Regions from separate parts of the Mus musculus genome. Here all the other regions are linked to region 4. Evidence: chromatin contacts called from public HiChIP or PLAC-seq and promoter capture Hi-C data. All regions are on one chromosome and are shown on one strand. Each heading gives the region's core, a stretch centred on a gene start, on an enhancer-like site or on the middle of the called end of the contact. The rest is flanking DNA. Distances are from core to core; before and after follow the strand shown. Region 1 holds the start of Apol7a (apolipoprotein L 7a). Region 2 has its middle 10 kb from the start of Sstr3. Region 3 holds the start of Il2rb (interleukin 2 receptor, beta chain). Region 4 holds the start of Foxred2 (FAD-dependent oxidoreductase domain containing 2). Region 5 holds the start of Rbfox2 (RNA binding protein, fox-1 homolog (C. elegans) 2).

What was found. Promoter capture Hi-C pulls out the DNA fragments that hold promoters and counts their contacts. HiChIP or PLAC-seq counts read pairs in DNA pulled down with a chosen protein or histone mark.
Region 1: a contact with region 4 is called in a promoter capture Hi-C map of embryonic stem cells, with 2.3 times the contacts expected there. The contact joins the promoter of Apol7a here to the promoter of Foxred2 in region 4.
Region 2: a contact with region 4 is called in an H3K27ac HiChIP or PLAC-seq map of embryonic stem cells, with 2.6 times the contacts expected there. The contact joins the enhancer-like site here to the promoter of Foxred2 in region 4. A contact is called at or near these places in 14 of 39 promoter capture datasets (the 3T3-L1 cell line, 3T3-L1-derived adipocytes, the C10 cell line and 8 more), 3 of 115 datasets of contacts at active chromatin or transcription factors (effector CD8 T cells, embryonic stem cells and forebrain) and 2 of 9 other capture datasets (adipose tissue and embryonic stem cells).
Region 3: a promoter capture Hi-C map of the C10 cell line shows a contact between it and region 4. The contact joins the promoter of Il2rb here to the promoter of Foxred2 in region 4.
Region 5: a FOXA1 HiChIP or PLAC-seq map of pancreatic cancer cells shows a contact between it and region 4. The contact joins the promoter of Rbfox2 here to the promoter of Foxred2 in region 4. A contact is called at or near these places in 1 of 39 promoter capture datasets (cranial neural crest) and 1 of 115 datasets of contacts at active chromatin or transcription factors (pancreatic cancer cells).

Annotation. Positions count from the first base shown.
Region 1 is chr15:77,397,802-77,400,501 of GRCm38.p6, reverse strand. Apol7a (apolipoprotein L 7a) reads left to right here and starts at 1,392. Exons shown (of 5, transcript NM_001164640.1): 1 at 1,392-1,564.
Region 2 is chr15:78,553,318-78,556,017 of GRCm38.p6, reverse strand. It overlaps the pseudogene Gm6723. Among named protein-coding and RNA genes, the nearest start is that of Sstr3, 10 kb to the right of the region's middle. Within about 2 kb of position 1,262, at least 29 of the 459 cell types and tissues checked have an H3K27ac peak or open chromatin away from gene starts, as enhancers often do. A contact at or near this core is called in adipose tissue and embryonic stem cells, where this site is marked.
Region 3 is chr15:78,493,695-78,496,394 of GRCm38.p6, reverse strand. It overlaps Il2rb (interleukin 2 receptor, beta chain), which reads left to right and starts at 1,329. Exons shown (of 10, transcript NM_008368.4): 1 at 1,329-1,447.
Region 4 is chr15:77,955,429-77,958,128 of GRCm38.p6, reverse strand. It overlaps Foxred2 (FAD-dependent oxidoreductase domain containing 2), which reads left to right and starts at 1,407. Exons shown (of 9, transcript NM_001017983.2): 1 at 1,407-1,562; 2 at 2,040-2,540. The coding sequence starts at 2,041.
Region 5 is chr15:77,305,678-77,308,377 of GRCm38.p6, reverse strand. Rbfox2 (RNA binding protein, fox-1 homolog (C. elegans) 2) reads left to right here and starts at 1,325. Exons shown (of 14, transcript NM_053104.6): 1 at 1,325-2,014. The coding sequence starts at 1,835.

The DNA of each region.
Region 1 (2,700 bases), core at 143-2,642, 560 kb after region 4:
GGCCTCTCTTTCCACTGATGGCCAACTAGGCCATCTTCTGATACATATGCAGCTAAAGTCAAGAGCTCTGGGGGTACTGATTAGTTCATATTGTTGTTCCACCTATAGGGTTGCAGACCCCTTTAGCTCCTTGGGTACTTTCTCTAGCTCCTCCATTGGGGGCCCTGTGATCCATCCAATAGCTGACTGTGAGCATCCACTTCTGTGTTTGCTAGGCCCTGGCATAGTCTCAGAAGAGACAGCTATATATGGGTCCTTTCAACAAAATCTTGCTAGTGTATGCAATGGTGTCAGCGTTTGGAAGCTGATTATGGGATGGATCCCCAGATATGGCAGTCTCTAGATGGTCCATCCTTTTGTCACAGCTCCAAACTTTGTCTCTGTAACTCCTTCCATGGGTGTTTTGTTCCCAATTCTAAGAAGGGGCAAAGTGTCCACACTTTGGTCTTCGTTGTTCTTGAGTTTCATGCATTTAGCAAATTGTATCTTATATCTTGGGTATCCTAAGTTTCTGGGCTAATATCCACTTATCAGTGAGTACATATTGTGTGAGTTCCTTTGTGATTGGGTTACCTCACTCAGGATGATGCCCTCTAGGTCCATCCATTTGCCTAGGAATTTCATAAATTTATTCTTTTTAATAGCTGAGTAGTATTCCATTGTATAAATGTACCACATTTTCTGTATCCATTCCTCTGTTGAGGGGCATCTGGGTTCTTTCCAGCTTCTGGCTATTATAAATAAGGCTGCTATGAACATAGAAGAGCATGTGTCCTTCTTACCGGTTGGAACATCTTCTGGATATATGCCCAGGAGAGGTATTTCGGGATCCTCCAGTAGTACTATGTCCAATTTTCTGAGGAACCGCCAGACTGATTTCCAGAGTGGTTGTACAAGCTTGCAATTCCACCAACAATGGAGGAGTGTTCCTCTTTCTTCACATCCTCGCCAGCATCTGCTGTCACCTGAATTTTTGATCTTAGCCATTCTGACTGGTGTGAGGTGGAATCTCAGGGTTGTTTTGATTTGCATTTCCCTGATGATTAAGGATGTTGAACATTTTTTCAGGTGCTTCTCAGCCATTCGGTATTCCTTGAACCAGTTTAAACAACATGCTAACACAGTGAACCTATACGCAGGCACGCACACAGTTCCCGATCACACTTAGCTCCATACAGCTGTGTATTTCAAAGTTCATTACACACATTTCCAAAAGTTTTTGTGTCCTAACAGTTTTTGCCTCTAGGTGGCGCAGCACCCATGTGTGCTGTGGACTCTGTTTCGGTGCTATGATGGCTGTTAGGACAGACCAACTGAGAAGGTAAGGCCAGCCTCTAATCTGGGCCACACCTGCTGGAAGCTTACATAAAGACTGGAAGAAGGAAGCTTTTGCTCTTGCCGGCTTGCCGCACCTCACTAGCAAGTCCGTTTCTACAATGGCACTAGGATTCCAGAGTGTACTAAAAACCAGCTGAGACATCCAGCCCTGTGGACTGAGCAGCTACGGGAGTCTCCAACCTGCCATGCGTAGACAGCCTTTGTTGGACTAGCTAAACCAGAGTCTGTGAGTCATTCTAATTCATGAATCTATATTAACTCTATATACAGAGATTCTATATACAGAGAGAGGCGCCTTCTGTAAGCTCTGTTGCTCTAGAGAACCCTGATGAGGACAGATGGTCAGTTCCCCCTACCCCACTCTGGCCTTACAAGCGAGCTAGTCTGAGCTTCGCCTCAGACCCCTGCACAAGGTTTCCTCTGCTCACTCTGCTGCCTGCTTGAGATATGGATGTGTGGCCCCACCTGGGCATCCGACAGGCCTGGCAGGGTGTTGTGACTGTCCTATAAAACTCCACATCCTGCAACCTGACAGCTACAGCAGAGATGTGCCCCAAGAGCAGGATCAATAGACATCTTCCCAACATGTAAATTCTTTGGCCACTGGGTGAGCTTTAAAGTGCATCTTTGTATTTATATGATTTTCTTTTTTTTACTGATGAGATGACTCCACCCCTGTCCCCTAAAGTCCCAAGTCCCTGTTAGCAGCATTGAACAGGAGTCTGGGCCTCAGGAGCTGACTTTGGTTTCCCTTTGGGGAGGGGACTTCAGAACACATGCCATGTCTCAGACTCTGACCTGTTCTTCCGTTTCTTAAAAGATTCTCTTCCTATCATCTTTTGACTTCATGTGAGTATGGGAAAGCTTGAGCGAGGGGGTGGGGGTCGGGGGACACGGCTGCTATCCTGGCACTTGGGTGGTGCAGGCCTAAGATTAGGAGTTCAAGATTCTCTCAACCTACACAGTGCGTGTGAGGCCAGACGAGGCTACATGGACACTTGGAGAGCTTTGGCAAGAAAAGGGAGTTATGGGTTAGAAGGGTGGAGAGTGGTTCTGAGACTGAGTCACCACTGTCTTCAGCTCTCACCATAGCAACACGTACATTCATTCTCCGTTTAGTCAGGTCCCAGGAGGAGGGGCTGGCGCCTTTTCCCTATACTGCTAACCGCAGTTTCTTTCCTTCTTCCTTAGCTCCCAAGGCAATCTCAGTGCAGTTTCTGTTTCTGTTTTTATGAGGTCCACCCCTCTGCAAAATCACCTGATCACTGGTGAGAACAAGGAGTGAACACTCTCACACACGGCCTGTGTTTAGATGTGAACGTCCTTTAACCCAGTTATCTACTTATACAAATAGCATAAGGT
Region 2 (2,700 bases), core at 13-2,512, 600 kb before region 4:
CCTGCTTCAAGAAAGCCAGGGTGAAGAGCCACACTGGGTTTGGAAGATGTGAATTCGATCTTACTTGGTAATCCCTCCACAGGGACAAGTTAGCCAAGATATAGCATTTAAGGGAAGAAAGATTTGCTTTGGCTTGTTTCCAAGGCTTTGGTTGGTGGTTGGTCAATTCTTCCCTTTTAGGCCAGTAGCGAGGCTGGAACACCATGTAGGAAGGACATGGTGGAGCAGAGCTTGCTCATCTCTGTAATCTGCCAGCAAACGGATAAAGAACAAAGAGCCAGGACCAAGGTTTACCCTTCCGAACCACGGTCTGAGTGACCTGCGCCGTACGTTCCGCAGTTCCACTTCCCAACAGTCTGTCTGAAATTAGACTCTCGGGGGGTTAAATCAGTGGTTAACTCAGAGGCTCCATTATCTAGTCGTTTCTGGAAATGATCACACTCAGGCTGTTCTTTATGAATTTCCTAGGTGTCTCTCAATTCAATCAACTTGATAATTGAGATTCACCTTTGCAGTCCCAGCCCATGTCAGTTTGACACCTAATGCATTTCCTTAGATCACACTTAATCTCCAAATAAAGACGGTTGCAGAAGACGACCAGTCTACTCAACACGGCTGCCCTGTTCATACCCCGGACTGCACTGAGGTTTTCTCCAAACGTCTCAACAATTTTAATATTGATCAAAAGTTCAAACTGAAACTGAGAGTCCAGGCAAATTGACAAACTCAAAAGTATATAACACCACACAGTAAACACTCTTATTCTTTTGGGTTGAACAGGGTGTAGAGAGACTCTTTCGTGCACTGGGTGGGAGCATCACCTGTCAATAAAAAGCTACTGGCCTATTAGCTTAGACAGGAAGTAGGAGGTGGGAGTCTTGGCAGGAAGAGAGGATTCTGGGATAGAGTCTGCTGTGGGAGGATATTTGCCTGAACTCGGAGGAGACAGATTTATGAAACTGAGAAGAGGTAGCCAGCCGTGTGGCACTCATGAAATAGAATAAACAGTTAATTGAGTTACGAGTTAGTCGGGGAACAAGCCCAAGCTTGTGGCTTAGCCATTTATTAATTCAAGAAGTAATTCCGAAGGTGGGTTCTGGGCCGCAGCAATGGCGGAGGCGGCGGGCTGGTAACGTGAAGGTGGGTTGGAAGGAGGAACAGCAGCAGAAATGCAGACAGCACACACAGGTTTAAGCCACACTGCAGATGGCGCCTACGGTCCGACTAGCCGCTGCTGTCCTGGTAATGCAGGCACAAAGGCAGTTATTCCCAGTGGAGCGCACCCTGTTGGAAGAGCACTGGAAGCCTCCCGAAATCCCAGCAAAAGCATCGTGCCTTTAACCCAAAGGCCTGGAAGCCGATATCGTAGATTTGCCCTCTTCGTGCCTTTCCCGACCTCTTTGGAGGCAGAAATCGCCTGTGGGTCCCTAGTTCCAGATGTCGAACCACACCGAGGACTGGTAGGGAAGGAGCTTAAAGTGAGCGGCTGCCTGCTGGAGGTACGCTGGATCGCGGAAGATTCTCGACTCCTCCGAATTTCCATCATCAACTTTCTTGACCAGCTTTCCCTAGTGGTAAACACCATACAGCTTTTTGGGCCCCCGGTTTCCCATTAAGTCTGGCTGGGGACCCATGTCTGACCTTATTTCCATCTCCTCCTAAGCAATATATTTTTCCCTAGGGAAAAGATTCTAGAAATAGTAACTACTGCATAAATGTGGGGGCCTAATATTTTTTTCCTGACTTGATCCTCAGGCACTTAGGGGCCATTTAGTCTGGTGCTTCAATGTTTGTTGCTGAAGAAAATAAAGCTATGCTGCTAATCTGCATTTGGAAAAAAAGAAGAAGAAGAAGTAATTCAGTCTCAGAGTCTATTTCTGGAATTTAGGCACTGGTAGAAAAGCTCATGGTTAAGCAGGAGAACAGAAAGATGTGAGGCCAAAGACCCAACAGGTCAAATGTCAAATCCTGTATATCATGTTTTGCATCTGGGGCACACGGTGTCATGATGTGAACGTCCTGGCACATATCTCACTGCTCTGGCCTTGCTGGCTCTAATGCACACTGCCTCTTTCCTGGGTTGGCTCTGCTCACTGCTCATGGTTTCCCTTGGCAGCTCTTCCAAGTCTCTGGCATCTCCAGCTTGGCCTGGTCTCCACAGCATCTTCACCTTTCTCCCCAGTTTCACACAAGAGGGGACTCTTGGGGCTGACCCAGACACAACCCCGTCCCCAGCCTCCCAGGATTTTCTTTGGAATCTGCGTGGTTGCCTCCGTGATCTTACAACCCTTCCACTCTTTGTGGCTGCAAAACCAGCGTCGTATGAACGACAGAAGGTCTGCCACTGTCTCTGTGGACCATGACTGTGGCTGATGAGCATGGTGAAAGGAATTCTGGGAAAGTCTTTTAGAAGATTACATTAACAGTATAGACACTGCCAATGGCTGAGGTCTGACCAATTCTTGAGATGGCCTTGAAGTACTTTTTCCTACTGGTCAGATACAAGGTCTTGGCTTCTTTTGTTGTTTTTGTTATTGTTGTTGTTGTTTTTTGTTTTCTGAGGCAGGTTCTCACTGCACGGACACAACTGGCCTGGGACTTCCTTTGTAGACCAGGTTGGCCTTGAACTCACAGAGATTCTCTCCTGCCTGTGCCTCTCAGGGTTGGGAATAAAGACGTGTGCCATTACACCAGCTATCC
Region 3 (2,700 bases), core at 80-2,579, 540 kb before region 4:
ATTTCACTCTCCAGCATCCCCAGAGTCCTGGGGATTTTGTGTGTGTGCATACGTCCCTCCATATCCCAGACAGGGCACCAACGACAGAGCAAGAAACAGCTCCACTGAAGTCTAGCTTGGTGAGCTAGTGAGTTTCTTGTGCACATTTATGGAGTAAGGGGTTGCTTACATCAGTTTGGGTGACCACCCCCCCAAGCAACTATGTTACTGGGAAGTCACAGCTGAGCATGGATGATGGCATCCCCATAGTTGTATAGATGGAGTCACTTCTTCTTTGGCTAACCTATCCTCTCTAGTGTGTAAGTACCCCTGAGTTCAGTTACACATCGCTAAAGCTGGACCTCAGGGGAGGGGTTCCTGTTACTTCTCTTCCCTTCTTGTGAGGGGATGAACATCAGCAGGTCCAATCGTGTGGCTCTCTTGTGGCAGTTACAGCTGCCCCGATGAAGATGGTAATGGCTGTTATGTCCAGAGAACAGAATTCTTACAACTCCCTTCTTTTCACAAGAGGGCAGAAGCTTGTCATATTTCCCCAAGCCTGGCATTAAAACCAAGATGAAGGGGAGATAGAAACGGGGAGTCCCTGGTCCTGTGATACAATATGTAAATAAACACCCATTCATTTACGGAGAAATTCGTGACTTCATTGTTAAAAATAAAAGCCGTGAACTGAACCCTGCCACCCTATCTCACCGAGAGAGGAAGGATTAGAACTTACAACTCGGAAAGGAAGAAAGTGATAGGAGGGCCACTCATTGGCCATCAAACTGCTTATCAAGCCTTAAAACCAGTCAGTCACCTTTGAATGCTAGCCTAAATAAAGGGCATCTCAGAGACTGAAGTAAAGGGCAGCATGTAGCGGGGGCTGGGGGATGGCTAAAATGGAGATCAGCAAAGAGGACACCTAGACTCTAGGTCCTAGAGGGATGATGTGTCTGTGGGTGGCTTTGGTGTTAGGGTGTGAGCATATGTATGTGTGTGTGTGTGTGTGTGTGTGTGTGTGTGTGTGTGTGTGCATGCGCGTGTGTGCTCATGCGTGAGCAGAAGTCGATGGTGTTAGGGTGGCATGTGTGAGATGTAGCGGGGAAGAGTAGGCAAAGAAGGGCCTGCCCCCTCAGGTTCTGTGCATAGCTAGGTCCCTGTACCACAGTAACTGTGTGAGCGTGTGTGCCACCACATTCAGTGGCTGCCCCTGGGCGTAGGAGGAGATCTTATCAGTGCTAGGTGTGTGTGGAGTTTCAGGCTACCTCATCACCCCCCATCTCTCCACCTCCCATTGGGCCTTGCCCCTCATCCTCTATACAGGAAGTGGGCTCGCCTTGGGTTTCAGTCTGTTGCTGGCCTAGCTGTTGTCTGCTACCTAAGCTGCGGAGCAGGAGATGGCCGTGGACCCAACCTCCAGCAGGACTGCAGGGAACATCTCGACACAACTCCATGTTGCAGCCAGGTGATGCCCCTGTGTGGTCCCCTGGGAGCCCTGGGCACCCCACTACCTCTTGCTGGTCCTCCCAAGGGACAGGGAGCTGGGAGGGGGCGCTCATCTCTAACTTGGTTCCCTTTGTAGTTTGTATCTGGGCTTTGATGATTAACCTTGTCTTAGGATTCCCTGGGGAAGGGGGTAGCCTGGCTGTCATGGTTTCTCCTTTAAGAATAAACCCCTTCCAATGTCAGGGCACAGTGGCTTCTTCCCAGTCTACTCTGTGGGAAGCTGTGTGCCATTTTCGCTAGGAGGGACTTCCCTGGATCCTGTGTGGGGATGTCTTAGCCCAGAAGGGTGGAGGAAAAGATTTGTAGCTCGTCAGTATTGGGAGGTGGCATGGCGTGTATGGGACAGGTGGGATTCAACGCTGACGCCTGTGGAGTTCATCTCAGCCTGGAGAATTCTCCTTAGTGAGAAAGAGAGAAGGAATCTCCCCCTGGGACCTGGCTGTCCAGTCAGCTATGTTGATTGACAGGTTTCTGAGGGCCCTAGGCTGGAGGTCAGAGGTAGAGTTCTAGCTTAGATTTGTCTCTGACATTACCGAGTGGCTAGAGAGGTTAAGGACATCGCCAGGCATGGGGCTCCGTCTCCGAGGCTGCCTGAGGTAGGAGCTTCCCACCGTTAGCTGTGTTTACAGTACTTCAGGGCCAAGGTGGGTGGCTGAGGAAGGCAGAACTACCTTTGAAGGTCCCCTTTCTTTCACACACTCCTCAGCTGAACTGAACAGCAAGAGGTGAACAGTGGTGTGTGTGTGTGTGTGTGTGTGTGTGTGTGTGTCTTTGTGAATGTGTGTGTCTCTGGAGAGGTGGCCAGAGAAAGGATCTCTGAGGTCAAAGGCCACCAGATCTGACAGACAAGCTCTTGCTTGCCGTCCGTCCTCCCTCAGTCGACCCTGTACCTCACAGACCTGTGAGGCCTTGGACTGCCCCAGCACTGGAACCTTTATCCTGGGAAACAGGCTGCTTTAGGCCCTGATCTTCCCATAGGGAAGGAGCAGTCAGTCACAGAACCTGCTCTTGTGCTGTGAGACCTCTCTGTGACATGTGTGGGTCAGTCTGACGCAGGGAGTGTGACACGACTGTCACTCATGGCTGACCCTCCTCCTCCGTCAGCATCACCACTGTACTGGAAATCAGGTGACCCAGTTAGAGCAGCCTGGGTCTGTGGGATGACAGACCTTTTCAGGGCCTCAGCGGAGACATATATGAGTCAGGGAGATG
Region 4 (2,700 bases), core at 158-2,657:
AGGTTTCAGCAACATAATTGAACTAACTTAAAGAGGCCAGCAAAGGATGCTGAGCAGAAACCTTGGCGTTTCTGAGAATCTCAGACTTGGAGCAGCCCTGACTGAGATTTTAATGTAGAGTGCAAACAACATAAAATAGTGTGACAAATGTCTTGGGCTTCAGGAGTGGCCCAGAATCCAGATCCCTTGGTCCAATCCACCTACAAGAAGCTCCTGTAGCCCTGCGCTGTGGGCTGTAGATCAATGGCTGGGAATCCTGCACCTTAGCCAGGCGTGGGGCTCCTGATCATTCCATTTCCATCACCAAAGGCAGACCAACTTTCTAGTTCCTTTTGGTGCCTGCCCATCCTCTCCACAGTATCTATGAAATGCTCGGCTTTATTTTCGGTGAGATACCTTGTCTACCCAGGATAGCTCCAAACTAAACCTGTGGGCTGAGGTCTCCACAATGACAATAAACTAAAGTTTATGTCTGCCCCCAGGGCGGATTTCTTTAGTGCAGGCTCTAAAGAAAACACCAGCATTCCGGGTGTGCTTTCTTTCACCAGGAAAATCATAAACGTAAATTTCTAAGGGCAAATGAGGGAAGCTGCAAGTGGGCGGGGTTCCGATTAGGCTTCCAGGAGCAAGGCTCCTTTTTAATGGGAAGCAGCTACAGTCACGCAAAGCTGGTAAAGTCCTTCCCAGATGTTTTTCCTAAGAACCCTCAGCTTCTGCATCGCCTTGTGAAGGTCGCTATCCTTTCCTCCAAAAGGCACACAGTATTCTAATTAGCCAGGTGAGTAACTTGGTCTAGGGAGCTAGCCTGAATATTCAAATCCTCCTTCCTACACAGAATTGCAGTTTGAGCCTCTGGGTTGGGGAGTTTGAAGCAGGATTTCACACAGTCCTCTTGTCTCAGTCTCACGATTGCTGGACATACAAGAGTGAGCCACTATGCTGTCTCAAAACCCACTTAGCTTTATCTTTGTTTTATGCAAACCTTGTCACTTTGTATTGACGAGTCAGTTACAAAGTGCTGGGAATCGCTTCCCTTGGCCACCCTTCGTACAACTGAACGATCAAGACTCTAAGACAATAATTGGTTCATCTGTCTTGGCCTCTCCTCAGTCCCACAAAATTGACTGGCCAATTAGGTTCAGTCTTCTACAGTAATAAAGGGATATAAATGGCAAGGTTTTCTCCAAAAATCTCTCATCTTCTGGCACAAGGATTAGTACAAATCAAAAGGAAGGGCCAGGCGTCCCATCATGGACCTGCTGTTCCCCAAGGCACCTCTACCCTCAGAAACAGCGCTCACAGCACGTGTGCGCCACTCGCGCCCCGGCCGCCCCACCAGTCCCGGCGTGCTGCGCGTGGCACACGTGACCCGCCCCCTGCTATTGGCCCGGAGTGGGGAGGGGCGTGGCCGCTGTGGCGCGAGTCAGCCGTAGCTTCCCTCCACTGCAGCCTGTCGTGGGAGCATCGCTGGGCTACCGGTGGCGGCAGCGTGCGGGTCGGAAGCTCAGCCTGGGGACCGCGCACGCGCCAGAAGCAGTGCGGGATAGCGGAGACCGCGGCAGGTGTGCTGGGGCATCCTCACGTGATCCGGGGGGCTGGGGCGGGGCCTTAGAAGCCACACCTCCTTCAGGGTCCCGTACCCCCACCCCCAGGGTGAAAGGTGGGTAGACCAACCAGAACCTCTGAAGGGTCCACCTGGGAAGACCTCCTCCCAAAATGCAGGGCACATCCAAAATGAGTGGAAATTGGGGAAACTGCCTCTCCTTTGGGGTGGAAATTACCATGACAATAAGGGAGTCTGACACCCTAGGAAAGTGGACTATGGAGATGAGCTGGGGATTCAGAATTCCTGTGGGCCCTTGATCCTACCTGAAAGAGATGGAGACGGGATAGATGAGCCCCTAGGTCCCGGGGTTCAGTACTAGCCCCGCTCCAGATCCCTGGGAGGCTCAAGCGCCTGGTTTCTCGTTCCTCGGGAAAGCCGGCTGTCACCAGCTGCCAGCCACGAGGTGCGAGGCCTCTCCTCTACTGTGCTGCAGGATGGGTCCCTCGGGGCTGCTGGTGGCCCTAGCCTTGCACCTGGCAGTGTGTTCCCGTCCGCACCGGGACTACTGCGTCCTGGGCGCCGGTCCTGCGGGCCTGCAGATGGCCGCCTTCCTGCATCGAGCCGGCAGGGACTACGAGGTATTCGAACGCGAGTCCGCACCTGGCAGCTTCTTCACTCGCTACCCGCGCCACCGCAAGCTCATCAGCATCAACAAGCGGCACACGGGCAAGGCCAACGCCGAGTTCAACCTCCGCCACGACTGGAACTCGCTGCTCAGCGACGACCCACACCTGCTCTTCAGACACTACTCGCAGGCTTACTTCCCCGACGCCAGCGACATGGTGCGCTACCTGGGTGACTTCGCGCGGCGCCTGGGGCTCCATGTGTTATACAACACAAACATCACCCATGTGACCCTGGACAAGGATCCACAAGCCTGGAACGGCCATTACTTCATTCTGACGGACCAGAAGGGCCAGGTTTACCAGTGCAGGTAAGGAGCCTCAGGACACAGCCGAATTGGCCTCGAGATTGGAGAGAATGAGAAAGGGGCTACTTCTTGCTCCCAATGGGGTTCAGTGCCAAGCAAAACTTTTTTAAGGTGCGTCCTTACAAAGCTGTGGCTGAGTATGTTTGGGGAAATCTAGCAATTT
Region 5 (2,700 bases), core at 76-2,575, 650 kb after region 4:
CCCTCTGTCCATTTTTAGGTGCTTAACTCAAGTTCAAAGGTCAAGTCACAGACTGGTTGCAAGTAACCTTAGACATCACCTGACCTGGGGTTTCTCAATCTCTGAACTATTGGCATTCTGGTTTGGACAAGTCTCTCTTGCAGGGATTGTTCTCTGCACTGTAGAGTTCTGAATAACATTCAAAGCTTCTATTCAGTAAATGCCAGTATAGTCTCCATTTGTGAAGAACAAAATTTACCATATGACAAATACGGAAGTGGGAGATGCTGAAAGGGTCTGAAACTTTTTCTTGGCTGGGAACCACTGATCCAAAGGATTATTTCAGATACTGCAGTTGGGATCCAAAGAGAAAAACTCACTTGTTTAAAGTAGCAAGCAAGGGTAAGGCTAGAAGCTAGGTTATTGCACAATATCCCTTTCCATGTCACAGTATGGAACCCTGAGAGGCAGAAGCAGTTTCTATTTACAATCAGGTGGAGAAAACCTACCGGACAGACCTAACTGCACAAAGCTGATAAGCTAGGAAGGGCTATTCAGGCAGCAAGGAGTAAAACCAAGAGATTGCCATCTTGACTGGCCACATATTTCTGCTTCAGGACTTGAACAAATTCAGGTCCATCCATTGGATTAAAACCATGTTTTCTACTGTCAGGCTCAAAATGGTTCCGTAAATGCCCTATGTAAACGTAAAGCTCTTAAAAAAACACCAGGCGTTATTTATTACTATTATTAGAGACAGTTTTTCTGTGTAGGGCTATCCTGGAACTCACTATGCAGATAGACCAGGTTGGCTTCGAACTCAGAGATACTCCTGTCTTTGCTTCCTACTTCCTAGGACTAAAGGTGTGCACCACCGCCATGCCTGGCAACATCAGAAATATTGACATCATTAGAGATGCAATTATTCGCTTCATAGCACCATTTCTCAGAAAAGTTTATATGGGAGCCATCACTCCTGGACTTCCCAGGTCTTGGGCTGGAGAGGAAGGAGGCAAAGGGACCTTCCTCTCGCAGAGCGCCCCTCTGCTTCCCTAAATCCCAGGAAGCCAGATGAGAGAGATCAGGTCATCACTTCTCACTAGTGCAACTAGTCCAAGTTGCTCCCCCGAACTCCTGCCCTTCAAGCTCCGCCCCCCGGCCACCGCCTTAAAAGAGGCGGCCCCTTCTCTCTCCATGCTTCCCAGAGCATCCCCGAGCTTCCCGAGCTTTTCCGAGTCCTTCCCGGCCTCCCGCGGGCGGCCCGCGCGGAGGCGACGGAGATTGCCGAGGGGCGTAGCCACGCCCCCTCACTACAGCCTCCTCTCGCGCGGGCGGCCCGAGTCCCACACATCCAGGTTCCTCCCTCCTTCTCTCCTTTCTCTCTCCCCGCCTTCCCGGCGCTGCCACAGTGGCGGGACGGAGGATCCCGACCAGTCAGCTCGCTGCGGCCTCGCGCTCCTCCTCCTCCCAAATAAACAGCCCTCCCCAAGCTGGGAGCCCAGGCCGTCCCCTTCCCCGCACGGCTGGCGAGTGGTGAGGGAGCGCGGGACTGAAGGACCAAGGGACCGAGGGATCGGCGCACGCGCGTGCGAGTGAGAGAGCGAGCGAGCGGCCGGCGCGAAGCCGGAGCAGAAGCCGGAGCCGGGGCCGAAGCCGAAGCCGGAGCCATAACCTGAGTCGGAGCGGTAGTGAAGCCGAAGCCGAAGCCGGGCTCCGGACCGACGCGCACGCACACACGCACGCGGGGGGCGGGGCCGGCGCGCGCCCGCCTGTCGCGACTGTCGGCACCGAGGCCCAGGGGGAGGTGGCCTGTCGCGGGTCGCCCGGCTCCCGGTGGCGAAGGGGGCGCGGGCGGATGGCGGAAGGCGGCCAGGCGCAGCAGCAGCCGCCTCAGCTCGGGCCCGGCGCTGCCGCCCGGGGCATGAAGCGGGAGTCGGAGGTGGAGTTGCCGGTGCCCGGAGCGGGGGCAGACGGACCCGAGCCCGGCCTGAGCAAGCGGCCACGCACAGAGGAGGCGGCCGACGGCGGGATGCAGGTGACCGCGCGGGACGGGCGCCCGGTTACGGAGGGCCGCGGCGGGCTCGGGCCTCCGGGCGCCGGGTGGGCCTGGCTGGAGAGTGGGCTTGGGGCCGGGTGCAGGGGCTGGAGGGGCCCCGGAGGCAGCGCGAGGGAGTGGGATTTTTTTTTTTTTCCTTTTGGAGTTGGGATTGAACAGGATCGGGATGCAGTCCATTTCTTAAGCCTGTGCTCAGTTTGTTGAGAAGTTGAGGGTTCTTGGGTCGATTTGTCCAGAGGAGAGCTGTTGGGCCGAGCTGAGAGCGAGGGAAGCTGGTGGTGGGAAAGCTCCGGAGAAGAAGGGCGCCTTTTGGTTTACACTGGGATGAGGAAAGGGGGAACGGCATGTGGAGAACAGACTGAAAAGCCAGCCAACTCCTGGAGAGAGAGCGAGCCCGAAAGGGGATGTGGCTTAGCTTGTGGGTTCAATCAGTTACTCGAGCAGTCTTGAGAAGTCCGCGGAGTTTGGTAGTGTGATGCTCTGTCTCAGTTTTGTGCAGCATGTTATTAAGTCTGGAGAGAGACACCAGGCAGATCCCGCCTGTGCTTTACCCATTGCATCCTACGTTCGTAGGATGCGGAGTAAACTCCTTAGTATCCTGAGGTAGAAAAGAAAATTTATAGGGCTGTTAGGAGACTGGTTTCTGAGTTGTGGCCTCCAGTGTT